2 separate regions of the Bombyx mori genome follow, and region 1 is linked to region 2. The links are chromatin contacts, called in public Hi-C maps. All regions are on one chromosome and are shown on one strand. The core of a region is the stretch at or near the end of the contact, and the rest is flanking DNA. Distances in the headings are between cores, read along the strand shown. Region 1 holds the start of LOC692364 (nuclear hormone receptor FTZ-F1 beta). Region 2 overlaps LOC692364 (nuclear hormone receptor FTZ-F1 beta).

Evidence for each region. A called contact is a pair of places that touch in the nucleus more often than the background predicts.
Region 1: a Hi-C map of whole pupa shows a contact between it and region 2, with 2.7 times the contacts expected there. The contact joins the promoter of LOC692364 here to the enhancer-like site in region 2. A contact is called at or near these places in 6 of 7 Hi-C or Micro-C datasets (middle silk gland, midgut, posterior silk gland and 1 more).

Annotation. Positions count from the first base shown.
Region 1 is chr15:3,626,404-3,630,075 of ASM3026992v2, reverse strand. LOC692364 (nuclear hormone receptor FTZ-F1 beta) reads left to right here and starts at 1,467. Exons shown (of 17, transcript XM_021349645.3): 1 at 1,467-1,917.
Region 2 is chr15:3,584,336-3,587,891 of ASM3026992v2, reverse strand. It overlaps LOC692364 (nuclear hormone receptor FTZ-F1 beta), which reads left to right. Exons shown (of 17, transcript XM_021349645.3): 3 at 3,506-3,556. Among protein-coding and RNA genes, the nearest start is that of LOC119629546, 15 kb to the left of the region's middle. Within about 2 kb of position 2,036, at least 1 of the 8 cell types and tissues checked has open chromatin away from gene starts, as enhancers often do.

The DNA of each region.
Region 1 (3,672 bases), core at 218-2,717, 43 kb before region 2:
ACTAGTGTACTGAGAACGAGAACTGCAAAATATTCGAAATGTCGTAGATAGCGGATAGTGTAATAAATAACAATAAAAACAAGATTAAACCGTAAAAGTAGTTTAAGTTTTTATTCGACCTTTCCCTTAATTAGCACCTCTTATAACCTAAGTAATTGTTTTTTTAATCACTGATTAATTAAAAAATACGAGTGCTGCCTCTTTTTGTTAAATAAAAATAGAATAGTAAAGATTTAGTTCAGTGAGCTATATTATTATTCAATATTCTAAGTCTTTGTAAAAATTATATTTCCTCTCTGATATTTTATGCTGAAATCCATATTGCATATCATTAGCTATTTCTTAACGTTGAAAAAAATTGTTACCTTTTTTTCAACAGTACAGACATATTGGTTTTTAACGAATTTACTTTCGGATTCATTATTGTATTTACATTAACAAGAAGAAAATCTAATAAAACAACAAACATTAGTTAAGCTTAAGCTCAGCGAAAAGCAAGAAATGAGCGTGGATCGCATTTATCCACTTAAAGTAGCAGTAAAAAAATGAGTAACTACGACAGAGGACGTGAGTTCTCGAGTTCGGAAGTCTCAGGAAATTCGTATCTTTTAGTATTTTATTTTCATCGTATCTAATTTCAATTCATTTTATTCTATTCCATGTTATTCAATCTCCTTTTGTTATTAATATTAAATAAATCTACTTCATTTAAATCTCTTGTTTCCATAGCGTTTTCAGTTTTCCATAGAACAAATATCTGGAACAATTAGTAGCATTAGGCTTAAGGACGCAACATAGGTTACTAGAAAGATTAAAAAAAAAAAAAGCTCAATTTGAAAAGAATACCTCTACCCTCCATAGAAAAGAAGAAAGAAGAAAGTCTAAAGCGGTATGTAGAGAACACGACTTTACCTACGTTGTCGTAAATTAGTGTTGTGTCTATGTCTGTCATATCTGGAGGAGGACTTTTTGGCGGGAACGCGAGGAGTGAAGTTGTGTGATTTGTTTTATTTTGTATATTTAGTGTTTCTTCAGGTTTAAATGTGTAATAACGGTGGTTTATTAACTGTTTAATATCTGTGAAAGTGCACAAATGTGGGAAAATGAAACAAAGCCGCTGGACGCAACTTCTCGGGATCCTCCAAAAAGTCCACTGAAAAATCTTAGTAAATGACCACCATTTTGCTAAGATTATATTTCATCCCATATCATCTCATTTCATTTAATTTCATCCCAGTTGATTAATGTCTCAAATTAATCATTTTCATTTCATTTCACTCCATATTATCATTTTTCGTAAAAATAAGAATATAAATTAAAATAAGACATGACTTAAAAGTCTTAGTTACCAGGTCATAAAATCACCAAAAAAAAAACATCTGGAGGATTATAAACCAATACAGCGCCATCTCTAGTTGATCAGTGGATCGATTTCAATATTTAATGCGAAGCAGTCAGTATGATAGTCACTAGATGTCCTTTGTTTCGAGGTTTTACGACCAGCTAGATGTCATGTTCATTCAATCGCAACGTTCAACAGTTCAACTTTATTCAGCTTATTCCGCTTTGTTTTGCGGAGCTTAGAGGACGTAGTGTCATAGCGCCTGCGTTTGTGTATTGTGTCCAATGTTTTTATGTTAAAAAGTATTTTTTGAGTGAACACACAATTAAAACTTAAACGGACAGTGTTTTTTTAAGCGAACCAAGACAATGCGTGCTTTTTGAACTTTAGAAAGATTGTTACATTCGTACATTTGCGCAATCGTTAGTGAGACTCGATGTCAATAAACTTGTCGGTTGTATTTTATGGGAAAGGTGTGCCGCGTCGTGCTGTTACCTGTTTGCGACGGCCGGGTGTTCGAGTCTGATACAGCAGCGCCAGGAGCGTTCAGGCCATGGTGTCGTAGTCAAGGTGAGGTGCGTCGGTTAGAGTACTTTTCGGGGCCGCGCTATGGTGTGCGGGACTCTGGCGAGCGTGCATTCACCTCTGACCCGCGCGCGGGGCGAGCGACACTCAAGGTCGGTGCGCCGCCTGAAGGTCGTTTGTCACGTGACACGAAGGGTGCACACCCCGACCCTCGCGAGTCGGGACTATCGTTGCCGCCGTCGCGACGCTTGTTTTCATTTAAGACAGTCGTACACAAAAGTTGTCTCTTTAAAATCTTCTTTTATTAGTAATTAATTTTTTGGAAATATGAAAACTTGACACGTTTAGTTCGAGTAGCAGTGAAATATCTTTTGATTCAGTTAAAACCTCGGAATTATGTTTAAAAAAAAATTACATTCACCGGTAAAAGGATTTCGGTTATTGAGAACAAGGTCTGAATTAAAATCAAGGTTCAATGGGATATGACTTATTTACAATCGCTTGTTTATAACGTTCATTTATTTAATATTATTGAATAGTTTATGTTACGTTCAGTCATAAGAGAAATAAAATAGTTCATTATTATAAGAATCTTGCGTGCTTGTATGAGTGGAATTGCCTTGCAGTTGATTTCTGCCACGAAGCAATCATCCGCTCTGGTTTAAAGGTCACAGGTAACAACTGTTGTACCTGTGCGAATGTTATTGAGATTTCAGTCCTAGGTGGCAGGGTGAGAATGGCATTAATGTGGCAAACAATGATTTCCAAATAGACTGTCTAACAAAATATAGTTGAAAAGCTTAAAAAACACACTTTTATAACAAGCCTAATTAAAAATTTAGCGTTATGTGTATAATATCAGACTAATATAATGCATTTATTTTATTTTGACCGGTATGTATTTGATCCGTGTGCAATTTTTCAATGTCACTATCAAATGTCAAGTTGATAAAAACGTGTTAAAAATGCTATAATTTAAATGTTCAAACAATATTTTTCAATAGTTTGGATGATAGATTACGACGTATATTTGCGAGTTGCTCATTAAGTATGCACTTAAGTATCTAGGAAGCTCTTTGTCTTGCACTTGTGTCGCGAAATAACGGACTCTGTGTAAGTTGTCATAAGTATACGTATTATTGTGTTTCTGAGTGCACAAACTCTTATTATTTTTTCTACCTATGCTGATAGTCTTGAGGAGCCTCTCAAGGCTATTTCAGCTTCACCCTGGCTTGTAGGTGAGCTTTCGAGGCTCAAACCAGTAGTGTTGCTAAACCTGGTCCGAGCAAGAGCAGTGCTTCGTAGAATCTACCACCGGACCAAAAACGCGATCCACTGAGAAGATCCGGCGAGAAACTCAATGGGATGTGTTTATGGGCTACAGTCATAATAACAAACAGGTGTGTTCCAATAATTTCAAGATCGTCCAACGGAATCGAATATAAATAACAAAACAATACGACGATATTGTAACAAGTGGGCAGTGTATGAAATTATCCTTTACCTCGAACATTACGTAGTCAAGGACACTACGGAATCATAAAAAGCCCGTGTAGACGAAACAGCGATAAAACGTACGAGCACGCGTAGAAATGCACGCTCGAATCTCACGAAGAATAACGCCTTAAAATAATTCAAACTGCTCCAATAGCGCCAGACAGAGAAAAATGTCACACGAATATTCAGGAAGCGGTTACTCAACGACTTAATCTATTTATGTTTTTATTGCTTTGACGACTGAACGAGCTCACGGCCAACCTGATCTTAAGTGATTAACAGACAACAAAGACATCACAATGTGAATG
Region 2 (3,556 bases), core at 787-3,286:
CAACGTAAATGCGCCACCCACCTTGAGATATAAGTTCTAAGGTCTCGGTATAGTTACAGCGGCTACCCCACCCTTCAAACCGAAATGCATTACTGCTTTACGGCAGAAATAGGCGGGTTGGTGGTACCTACCCGTGCGGACTTTCAAGAGGTCCTACCACCAGTAATAACGTAATTTATAATTTTGCGGGTTCGATTTTTATTACACGGTATTATTCACCTTCACCGTGGAATCAATCGTGAACATTTGCATAAATGCATAAAGCTTTTTAAATAAATAAAATAGGCATGATAAATAAAAAAACGTGCAGGCAATTAGGCAGGCAATCCTTCATCTAAGTCAGGGCTGGTCAAACCACGGTTTTCCTCTCTCTTATATTTGTGCGGCTTGAAGAAAACCAATTAAAAAAATCGTGTCCAAATAAAATCTGAATTCATATTATACAATACGATTGTTATGAAGTTGCGATTTCAGTGAAAATGTAATAAATAATGTATGAAAATATTCCGTTGTTTTTTTCCCTTGAACACCGCAAATCGATCGATTTAAGAGCATTGATTTCAATATTTAAGCTCCTTCCCAAGTTCTTAATCTATAACAATATTAATCTCGGATAAAATGTCATTATTTTATAATGTGTTTAATAGGTTAATTAGGTACATAATTAATATTACAACAATAAAATAAAAAGTCATAAAACGATAGAGTAAATACATACGAAAATCTGTCCTGAGGCATGACCACTAAATTAATATTTACGTGCGAGAGAGACAACGCGATGTTCCCACTCGTCATCACTGTATAGTATAAAACAAAGTCGCTTTCTTTGTCCCTATATCTGTCCCTATGTATGCTTAAATCTTTAAAACTACGCAACGGATTTTGATGCGGTTTTTTTAATAGATAGAGTGATTGAAGAGGAAGGTTTATATGTATAACTAGTTGACCCGGCAGACTTCGTAGTGCCTCAATCGAAAAATAAAAGACGTAAACTATTGTATAAAATGAACATAAAACAAACAAAAGGAATCCGTCCGACGGGGGACAGACACAAAAAGGAAAAATAAAAATTGTAATTTTTATTTAATTCCGAGCTTTTTCATATTTATCTACCTTTTAAACCTTCTCTGGACTTCCACAAATAATTCAAGACCAAAATTAACCAAATCGGTCCAGCCGTTCTCGAGTTTTAGCGAGACTAACGAACAGCAATTCATTTTTATATATATAGATAGATAGATAACATCCATTAAATAGTGGAGAAATCAATAATAAATTACAGTTTCCGAAGCGAAGCGAGGGCGGGTCGTTAGTAGTTTATATAATGTTTTCTCATTTTGACAATTAGGATGTTGTAAACAAAAACTTTTTTTAATAATGAATATATTCTGTACAATCATTGACATGATTGAATACTAGAATACAAACAATCAACCAGTTCACAGAAAATCTTTGTTTGTTGTTCTGAAAAACTATCTCTCAGGTACATGTTGAACCAAGGTAATCGCGCGATTTTTTTTTTTAAATATTGTCATTTTCTATGTTGGATATTAGCAGATGTAATTTATAGTCCGCCTAATGTTCAATAACCAAACACACAACTTACCTACGGAAGCGTTTATATTACTTCCTCCTCCTCGCGTCGTTTTCCCCATTACTGAGGGTCGTGACTCCCCCGCTGCATCAGTTTCTCCCGTACTATTTCCTCCATCTGCTGCGATCCTTAGCTTCATGAAGGGCATTGTGGAAGTTAATGCTTAAAGAAGATCGTGTTTGGTCCGACCATGTCGTGGGACTGCGTCCTCTGGGACGTTTGCCATCTACCTTTCCTTAGCTTTCTTATATTACTTAACATACTATAAAGCAGTCACTTCTGTATTTAGTAAAAGCGAAAAAACATGCTCATTATTCGTACCAAAGTTAAAAGTGCGCTTTTAAAGCAGTCAACAAACTTCGAAATTTCCGTCGGTAAGTACGAACGCGTTGTGGAGATAATGATTCACATCACGTAATAAAATTATAATAAAAAAAAGCGGTGATAGCGTAAGGGGCGACGAACTTCCATTACTGCGGGAGCACGGGTCACATATACTTAAATATTTAGGTATTTACAGTTACTTTAATAAACATAAACTAGCGACCCGCCCTCGCTTCGCTTCGGAAACTGTAATTTATTATTGATTTCTCCACTATTTAATGGATGTTATTATACATATAAACCTTCTTCATCAATCACTCTATCTATTAAAAAAAACCGCATCAAAATCCGTTGCGTAGTTTTAAGATTTAAGCATATTATATAGGGACAGAGAAAGTGACTTTGTTTTATACTATGTAGTGAAGAGTGCATGTTATGGTAAATGTATAATGTGCCACCATTACGATGTGTTCGCGCCTTCAATCTTAGACTATTGTTACGCGCTGGGGTTCGGGATAAATAAAATTCTACCGAATTACAAGTTAACACTGTATTCAACACTTAGAACACTTAAACACTTTAAAACGCTCAATTCGCTTCTTCCGCTTCGCTTCAGGTGATCCGTTCGCTGTTTCGCTTCGAGTACAACATCATCTCTACATAGCCGATACCTCATCCCTAGATTTATCGAGAATATTCCACACATCTCTAGTATTGTTTTCCGCAATCTGACAATAGATGGCGTTGTACTTCCCGAGCGTTCTAGGTGCTACTATATCCTTCGATATTCGTTCGACTAATCGGCGATAGATGGCGTTACTTATACCGGCACTATTAAACCAGATTTAAATAGACTGGTTGAGACTATTACTACACAACTTAGGTGCCTACTAACTGGTACGGAATCTACGGTTTTATTGCTAAAATATATATCGAGGGGTGAAAGGCTATTTGTGTTAAGCGACATTTCACTTAATACGTGGCATTAATCTTTGTAATTAAAGGTCCGTTTTATTTGGTATTGGTATCAACAGTTCGATATTTTTAATTGATTTTCAATTAAGCTTACTCCATTCAAATTTGAACGTGCTGCACAAGTTGTTTGTTATGGTATTCTTTCGAAATTTTAACATTATATGGGTCTCCTGTAATGTTGCCACCCTCGATAAGTTAGATGACGATGTGATGGTGTGATATTAATTTATCCCTAATGGAAAGGCAAAGGACTTTAGTCCATACAGCCAAGTCTTGTTCTTGGTAATAATTGGAGAATTTTGGTAGTTTTAAAGGCCGAAGCTGTTAGATGACGTTAAAATTCCGCGTTCGCTTTTAAAATTGCTCATTTACACAAAATTCTATAAATTTGTATCAGTATTTTTTTTGACAAAAACGATAATTGCAGGCGTTTTAGTTAAGTAATAGCTTCGGTAGTAGTGGGTCACAGACAATTTGTATTACTTGTTTTGTAAATTAGATAGGCTAAGGAAACATAACTCATACATCCCATACTAAAAACTTGATACACATAAAATTTTGACCATGAATATCCGCTGAAAAATGAATGACGTCACATGTATATTGTTTCAGGCCCATTCTCGTACAGTTCGAGCGGAGTACGAATCAGCGTCTCTTCGGAAC